2 separate regions of the Mus musculus genome follow, and region 2 is linked to region 1. A link is a contact called in public HiChIP or PLAC-seq data. All regions are on one chromosome and are shown on one strand. Each heading gives the region's core, a stretch centred on a gene start, on an enhancer-like site or on the middle of the called end of the contact. The rest is flanking DNA. Distances are from core to core; before and after follow the strand shown.

Evidence for each region. HiChIP or PLAC-seq counts read pairs in DNA pulled down with a chosen protein or histone mark.
Region 2: a contact with region 1 is called in an H3K27ac HiChIP or PLAC-seq map of hepatocytes, with 7 times the contacts expected there. The contact joins two enhancer-like sites. A contact is called at or near these places in 4 of 39 promoter capture datasets (hippocampal neurons, liver and pre-B cells), 2 of 115 datasets of contacts at active chromatin or transcription factors (embryonic forebrain and hepatocytes) and 1 of 9 other capture datasets (adipose tissue).

The regions. Positions count from the first base shown.
Region 1 is chr10:87,570,732-87,575,286 of GRCm38.p6, forward strand. Pah (phenylalanine hydroxylase) reads left to right here. Exons shown (of 13, transcript NM_008777.3): 8 at 495-564. Among named protein-coding and RNA genes, the nearest start is that of Pah, 51 kb to the left of the region's middle. Within about 2 kb of position 1,965, at least 5 of the 459 cell types and tissues checked have an H3K27ac peak or open chromatin away from gene starts, as enhancers often do. A contact at or near this core is called in hepatocytes, where this site is marked.
Region 2 is chr10:87,049,621-87,054,175 of GRCm38.p6, forward strand. No RefSeq gene overlaps it. Among named protein-coding and RNA genes, the nearest start is that of 1700113H08Rik, 6.1 kb to the right of the region's middle. Within about 2 kb of position 2,226, at least 6 of the 459 cell types and tissues checked have an H3K27ac peak or open chromatin away from gene starts, as enhancers often do. A contact at or near this core is called in hepatocytes, where this site is marked.

The DNA.
Region 1 (4,555 bases), core at 715-3,214:
AGCCTATTTGGGTCATCAATCACATAGTAATTGATCCAAAGAGATCATTAGGAATCCTCTAATCATGTCTCCTTCTTTGGGATGTCAATGGATCCTAATTAGAAAGAACCTGTTGCACTGTTTTAGATAAATGTAACCTCTCTCTTTTGACTGCTGACCTACTCTGGGCCAAGAGAAGAGCAACACTATTATTTTAAGTCCTTATTGGAAGAACTGGACACATTATCCTTCTTCATGTAAGTTAGTGACCAGAAGATTTGGAGTGGGAGGAGTCTGTAACCCATAACTCATTCAGGTATCTGAGAAGAGACCCATAGGAATTCTGGGTCCTTAGCTCTGCATCTCAGCCCCTCCTGTCTCCCAGGACTCATGAGGACTTTGTCTAGTGCTTACTCTTGAGAGCAAAGCTCCATGAGTTATTTCTTCATATAAAATCAGAGTCTAGTTTGGTTTAACTTGCCTTTCCTCTAAGCACTGTGCCTTCTGTGTTCTAGTGATATCTGTCATGAACTCTTGGGACATGTGCCCTTGTTTTCAGATAGAAGCTTTGCCCAGTTTTCTCAGGTAAGGAACAAAGACTTAGTCAATGGGTTGGGGCTGTATTGCTGGAATGAATGAATTCCTCATGAAGGGGCTGTCACATGCTCTGTTAGAGTGGAAACACTATACAATTACATGATCCTGACCCTACCTGAGAAGAATGGTAGGGAGAAGGGTGGTTTAGTGAACTGGGTTGAACACTCATTTTAAGAACTGCAGCCTGGGGTTGTTGGTAATTACCTATCCTATGGTCAATTTGCTGATATCAATGATCTTAACAGGTGCACACTAAGAGCCTTCTCACTGATGAAAGCATCTCTGATCTCTATGCAGACATCATCTCCTACTTTCCATCCACTACACTTTTTCGAGACTGTGGCATTTTGCACATTGTCAGGTAGTCATGTGCATGGATTCTTGAACTATAAGATGACATTTACCAAGAATCCAATGTCAATGATCTTATGTATACAAGATTAAAGAAAGAAGGAAACAAAGAAAAAAAGATAAAAGAAAGAGCCATATATCTCATTGCCACTGTCTAAACAGCACCATGGCCTCAATTAACTTTTTTATGGTAGTGAGGAAGCTCACAACTATTTTTTGATGAGTTAAAAATTATGCTTATTTTCTCATCACTAAGGAGACTAAAAACATGGTTTTGTGGGGGTGGGGAGTGTGGAGTTCGGTCTAGGGAGATGGCTCAGTAGTTAGAAGAGTACACTTTTCTTGCAGAGGGCCAGTTTTTGTCTAAGCACTCCAGCAGGTAATTAATGGCCATCTGTAACTCTAGCTTCATTGGATCTTATGACTGTAATCTCTACAAGCATCTTCACTTGTGGGCACACACCCACACATAGACCCACAGGCATATGGATGATAAAGGCTATCAAATATTTGAAAACACAGATGGCTAGCTGGGATCATGGAAGAGTAAATGATGTCTCTAAAAGTACTCAGAAGCCCAATCCAGAGCACTGATGAACTATTGCTGTGTGAACTAGGACAAGCTATGAGGCTGTCCTGTGCCTCAGTTTCCACAGCTTTGGATCAGTGACATGCCTTCCTTGTTATTCTTCTTCCTCACTAGAAAGAACTATGATCTAAGGATGATTCATGAGTAAACATTGCCCCAAGTAGGAATTTCAAAGTAATGATCTTGCGTGTGAATGAATTTACAAGCATTTCCCATTAGCTGTAAGAAGTTACTTCTACCATGGGACGATGAAGCTGCCCCTTGATATTTGAAACGAACCAAATAATAAGTTCAACCAATTCCTTGATTTCTTAGAAGACGTATGTTCTCCAAACAAAAGCACCTGCTACTTGCATGTGACGTTTTGGGAAATATGGAGCCCAGAAACCATTGGACTAGAGACATGGGAGTGTCTGGTTGAACTTTAACTGTGGAAGTGTTATTGCCAATAGTGTAGTTTGAGCTGCCAAGATGGTGTTGATTGCTTAAGATGGTTTGAAAACATGGACTTGTTACTGTGACAGGAGAATTAGATGCTTTCCCCTTGGAGAATAGAAATTTTGAATTTTTGACTCCAGAGATATTCTGTCTCGCTGGAGGGCAATTGGAAGTCTTGCTTGAGTTATTTGCATTTTGGATAACCCTGGGGAGAAGTGGACAATTAATATCAACAGACATCATAGGATCTCTGTTTGACACATTCTCAACTTTGACATAGATGGTTCCAGGGAAAGAGTTGTTTTATGAGAATTTTTTTTTTTATTTAAAGGCAGATTTTTTTTTTGCCACAGTAGGGCAGAGGGATAATGGGGGGCCTTGTTTTATTCAAGTGCTTGGCTTTCAAAGAAAGATGACAAGATGTTGGGTTTTGTGGCACACACCTATAATTTCAGCACTTGGGAGATGTAGGCTGGAATATCAGGAATTAGAGCCTATCCTTGACTATATAGTCATTTTTGGGCTAGCCTGGAATACATGAGAGCCTATCCTAAACAAACAAACAAACAAACAAACAAACAAACAAACAAACAAACATGACGCCAAGAGAAAAGGTGAGGGATTTGACCTCAGTTTTATTAATGGATTCTGCTAAACTTGGGACTGGTCTATCTAATAATGTGGGTAGAGTAGACATGGAAGAGAGATGGGATAGTAGAGCCAGAATAGGGACTATGTGAATTTGGTTTGCCTTAAATCTGACAGTACTTTTTATAAGTTTAGTGTAGGCCAAACTCCAGCTGAGACCCAGACAGAGGTAGTGACATAGAGTATGTAGCCTCTTGCTTCATGATAGACAATATCTGTAGTCTTTCTTTCTGTTCACACACATTCCTTTGGTTTTCTTAGACAACCTCATGACTTTGAATATATATCTGTAATATAATAATGAACATTCATGTTTTGTCTTCAATGCCAATTTCAGGTTTACATATGAACCATCAAGTCAGCATCTTTACTTTGATGTTGATTATACATCTCTATTTTCCTGTCCAAGGCTGAATTTTGAGTCTTCTTCAAAACTTCTCTACCCTTAGGTTTCCTTGTATGTGTCCATGGCAACTCTATTCTTTGACTCACTCAAACCAAATACACATCTGGGGGCTATTATTGACTCTTTTCTCTGAAACAACAAAGTATTTCTGCAAATTTAATGTGTTCTACTCTCAAACTGTATAATAACTGATTGTTTCTCATCATATCCACTAACACTAATATGGCCTCAGATGCTATCATTCATTATTGATTTTCTGTATCTTCCTCATTGCCATCCAGCCCTTGCCCTTGACCCCTACGGTCTATTCTTACAAAGTAGCAGTCTGATGACACACACTAGATCTTGTATGCTACAGTGTAATTTATATACATTCATGAAATTACCAAAGATGAAAACTAATAAAAGTTATTAAAATCCTAGAATAGGTTTTCACTTCACTGAAAAGAAAAACCCAAGTCCTAAAATACCTTTTTAAAAAGTCCACATGATTGCATTTAGAATCTTCCATATTACCCACCAATACTCTCACTGCTCCAGTGTTTGCTCCCCTCTGCTCCTTGAGGTAGCCCATATTTTCCTTGCTTAGAGAGGTTTCTTACTAATTATATGCTTGCTGTTTGGTCTGGCTCTTGGACAAGATGTCTAGAACAGATTGCTAGAGTTAGTTTGAGGTGAAGCAGTGCAATTCAGGAGAGGTTGAGAGAGAAGCCAGATTGAATCAGTTAGCTTGGAGAGGAGTTTGAGCCAGAATAGCTGAGTTGAACCAACAACACTCCTTCCATCATCAATAGAACCAATAACATTCAAGTATTTCCCCAAGTACTACCTTCTTAGTGATGCCTCCCAGGAACCCAAATTAATAATAAAGCCTTCCCAAGATTACTTGAAGCTCCCATTCCTTTTCGTCTCTTCCTCCACGTCTTTCTTTTCCCCCCAAGACCTTGACGAACTTTATATTTATTGACGAACTTTAAACATATTTAAAAACATATTAACAATTGTGTAGTATAAGTCACAAGGTCAAGGCTATTTTCCAATTTTGTCTATGTCCTGACACATAGGAAGCATTTAATGCACGCTTTTGGAGTGGATGAATGTATATGTTTGGAAAGATACACACAGAAAGAAATAAAGGGAGCTAGTGAAGAGACAAAAAGACCACCAGAGGACTTCTGTAGTTGAGGTTGTAATTAATGATCAGTGGCACTTCATCTCCAGCTATGTGTTGTTGCAGGATAATTGATCATACAGTGAACCTTGAAATTGAGTTGCTTACTGGAAAAACCTGTTTCTTGTTGTGGTGTGGCTCAGCTTTAGCACACACCTTTAGTTCCTCTAGCTGGATACAGACACGCCCTTAGTATATACCTTTAATCTCAAACAACAAAGGTAAAGTTAATTTGTAAAAGGAAGCACCCATATTTGAAAGTGATATTTGATTGAGTAGCAGACAAAGTGATGAATCAGAGAAAGATTTGACAAAATAGGCTATGCCTAACTCTCATGAGAAGAGAGAGGATAGGGAAGCTATTTAAGAGAGCAGT
Region 2 (4,555 bases), core at 976-3,475, 520 kb before region 1:
GTACTACATAAGACATAAATATAGATTTTAACTATATAATAAATACATACACATTGTCTCATTTCATTTAGACTTTCCAGCAATTAGGGGATCTAATATAAGATTGTAATAAGAGCACCTTTCACATGTATATATGTGTGTGTGTGTGTGTGTGTGTGTGTGCATGCGCGCATAAGAGTGTAGAAGCCAGACTTCAGCTCTGTGTGTCATTCACCTTTGTGTATGTGTGTTTGTATGTGTGCTCTTATATATGCTTGTGCATGTACCTGTGTGGAGGCCAGAGGTAATATTAACGCTCTTCCTTAGTTGTTCTTTAGATTGATGATGATGATGATGAGTTTTGAGGTTCCCTCATCCAGCCTGGAGCTCTCTGATTTAGCTAGAAAGACTTGCCAACAGGCTCCAGAGGATCCTCCTGGCTCCTCTTTCCCGGTGCTGGGATTTCAAATTCCACCCATATTTTTATGTGGGTGCTGGGTATTGAACTCAGATTCTCATGCTTGTGTGATAAGCATGACGGAACTGTCTCCCAGGTGTTCATGTTTTGCTCTTTAAGCCTCTTTCTTGAGGTCTGAATTACACACACACAGCTGCACACAGGAAAGTATACAACCTGTGTGGAGGAGAATATTCTTTAATGGATATGATTATCTTTGCCAGTGTGCTCTCATTTTAACCCCAACTTAGTCTTCTGTGATTGTAAGGTGCAGAGCTTTGCCTGTGGGCCTCCTGAGAGTCTGTGGACAGTTACAGCAGGCTTGAATAGCTAGCTTTGCAATGCTTCCTTGGTCTCTCATCTTCGCTGATCATCACTTTGTTGAGAGAGAGGCATGGCAGAGAACTCTTGGTGTTTCTGTTGGTTGTGGTCACCTCTGCTGACTTGTGCCAATTCAGTGGAGGCCTGGCTGTTTCTGTTGGAATCACTGTTGAAATCACCCCTGCTGTTTCATGTTTGGTACCCTGGCACTACTGGACTGGACTACTGGTATCCTGACAATGTAGATCAGAGTCACACCAAAGAACTACTTCTACACAGGTCCACATCCCCCTGTCCTATTTACCATCTTTTCTCCCCTCCCTTTGGGCTAGCAGGGGGGTTGGAGTGTTTGAGAACCCTTATCAAAGTAGGTTTTGAAAAATCTGAGTCTACACGAGAGGGTTTTTGAAGAAGCCCTGGAGTGAGAAGGAGCTGCAAACACAGCACTCCTGTACTGAGGATGAGTCAGGCATAGTCTCACCTATGAGTTTCGAAGCTTTGAGCAAATCACTGAACCGGGTCTCCTCCTCAGTCTACTTCATATGCAAAATAGTAGTAAATATATTAGTGTCCCTCAAAGGTTCTTATGAGAACAGACTAAGATGTTACGCGCAAAGCACTTGAAGCTCAGTTCCTCCTACCTGATACTTAAACACTTATAAACATCAGCTATTATTATTTTTAAACAAGTAATACCTTTTTACAGGTGAGGAAACTAGCAATCAAGAGAGCTCAGGTACTTCATACAAGGTCACGCAGTTGGTAAGTGTCAGAGCAACGGCTTGAAACAGGCGCTGTATGTCCCTTGTGTTGACTGCTTGGCTTCCAGCGCTGTGTTTCCCTAAAGGAATTTGCAGTTGCAGAAAGGCATTCGTGTTCATAGGTGATGGCAGTTTCTACAAATATATAAAGTAAATGAAATGAATAAATGCATCATGAATAAATACAGTGCTCGGACAGATTCTGTGAGATCAGAGTTTGTCTCAGTCAGTCCCAAAGACAGTTTTAATACTCTCAGTCTGATATTGACATAATTCTATTTTCAACTATTGGTTGCAGCTTTCCAATTTTTGTCTAGGGATATTTTAAGGAATCTGTGGTTTTTTTTAAAATCACTGACCTGACTTATATTTCAAATGAATTTGTTTATTCTCTCTGTCTCTGTCTCTGTCTCTGTCTGTCTCTGTCTCTGTCTCTCCCACCCCCCCCCTCTCTCTCTCTCTCTGTGTGTGTGTGTGTGTGTGTGTGTGTGTGCAGCTGCAGATGACTGTGCATGGATGTGTGAAGGCCAGATGTTAATGTCAGGCGCCTTGTTCAATTCCTCCCCATCTCTAGAACCCAGCAGCTCTCTGGGAGGGAAGAGCAGGAAGGAAAGACACGAGATCTAGCAGACTCTAGGTGATGGATGCAAGAGCCCTCCACATGACTGACTGATTATGCACACATTGTCCTGACCCCACACTGAGTGACGGGCAGCTTGAGATCAGCCACAGTGGAAATATTTACACTAGGGAAACTGGCAAATACTACAAGTCAGAGCCTTATCTAACTCAATATTTACCAGGACACCGCTGGATAAGAAGAAATCTTGCATAACCTATAAGGATTTAGACTTTAGACTGTAGGCAAGGGGGAGACCAGGCAATTACCCAATCACAACTTCTCTGCAATCAGGACATCTGCATTTGAAACCCTTCTGACTCATGAACCATACAAACCGAATCTTTTCTTTTGAGTCAGGGACTCCCTCCATAACTTAGGCTGATCATGAACTCACATCAGTCCTGACTCGGCCTCCTGAATGTTGGAAGTACAATTAGAGCCACTAGGCTGAGCTAAGACATGGTCTCCTTTTCACCTATTTAGAGTAGAAGGAGGACACTGTCTTGTCTTAGGACAGAGGAAGGAGCGGCTACATTTTGTCCCCATTTTGTGTCTTTCAACATTGTAATTCAATGTTGAAATGTCCTTGTTCTTAATCCCATTTCCTAGATTACTTAGCATAGTTACTATCAATTTTCCCAAATAGGAATCTTGGAAACTACTTAGCCCTGGTATCCCTGCCAACACCCATCACTCTTCTGGTAGAGTCTCCCCTCATGGATGAGTCTCTAAGCATTTACATGGTCTTATTTCGCCAACTACAAGGTGCTTTATGTTGGTCAAGAAACCCAGCTTTGGGATAGCTTCCTTTTTGAAATGTCATAGTGACTTTTCCCCCCACTACAGGTTTGAAGCAAGAATTAAACCACATCTCTTCACGCCTGAGAAACACCACCGCCTCTCCTCTCCGTGTCCCACCCTTAGCTGCTTCCACTTCCCGTTCCCTACCCTTCCTGCCAGCCGGCCAAGGCACCCCGTTCCTTTCTCTCTATACAAAGTGCCCGACAAATGCCTGTCTCGAATGGCGATCCAATAACTGTTTCTTCCCTGGACCTTTCTTGGTGTTGAAAGACAGGAACATGCATTGAGTACTCTGCTGTTTCTTCCCCTGTTATCTGAAGGATCATGTGGATTTGATGGTAAGTGTCACACTCTGCTAAGTGACATGTTTGAGGGTCTGTGTTCTCTCTAGTACTGGAGAGCTGTTAGCACCCAGGATCATTGGTGGCAATTATACTACTATGAACAGGACAATTCCTGACCTTTTACTTGCAGAACATTCTTGCGGTAAAGATACTGATTTCTATTTGATCAATATTTATAGTTTTTACTTTGGGATAAATGCAGGTGGTCCTCATCATGAGAATCTCTCTTGCTTCATGGTTCTCTTTGCTGCCCCTCTCTTCCATCAGCTTACCTGTGTGGACACACCTATCTTATACCCTTCCCAGACATGTTAGATTCTTTAAACCACAACCTTTGGCCCATGAGGAACTTAGAACAGGCAAACATATTCATATCATCTTATCTTAGGTTACTATTGCTATGGTGAGACGCCATGACTGAAGCATGGGAGGGAGGGAGGAAAGGGTTTATTTGGCTTAAACTTCCATATCACCTTGAGGAAAATCAGGATGGAAACCCAAACAGGACAGGAACTTGGAGACGATGCGGAAGCCACGATGAAGTGCTGCTTACTGTCTTGCTCTCCATTCTTGCTCAGCCTACTTCCTTAGAGATCCCAGGACCACCAGCCCAGGAGTGGCCCCTCTCACTATGGGCTGGGCTCTCTTCTATTAACTACTAAATAAAAAAATGCCCTATAGCCAGATCTTATGGAGGCATTTTCTCAGTGAAGGCTCTCTCCTTTCAGATAACCCTAGCTTGTATCAAGTTGACATAACCAGCCAGCACCCATATCGAACTGTAAGTGAACACGGACGGATTTTATGACTTTTAAGTAAACCTTACTGGAGAGATTACTTTTGAAAGACTTTCAAGAAAGGTCATGAAGACGCTGATCATTAATCAGCAGTTAAGTTCCCCAGATCACAATGAGCTGAAGGTTTTAGCTGTGCATCCCCCGCTCTGCCATTACCTTCTAGCTCTTCCTCTCAGCATCTGAAGGGCAGACTGCAAAGGAATTTTGCATTTTTCCTAAGCTAGCCTATGTTTGTCATTTAACATGCACACCAGTCATTGTTAGTGTCCAGAGTGGCTCAGCCTGTCACATATATCAATCATTTTACAATATCCAAACTTAGGTGTTCTAGAGGTGAAATCACCTTAAAGCAGAAAGGCCATACCTATGGCCATATTCAATATATCAGGTCTATCTTCAGAATTCCTTCGTTTTCCAGCCCAAGTGATACTGCTGATCTCAGCAGCCTTCTTCCCTTCATTCACTTGTAGTCC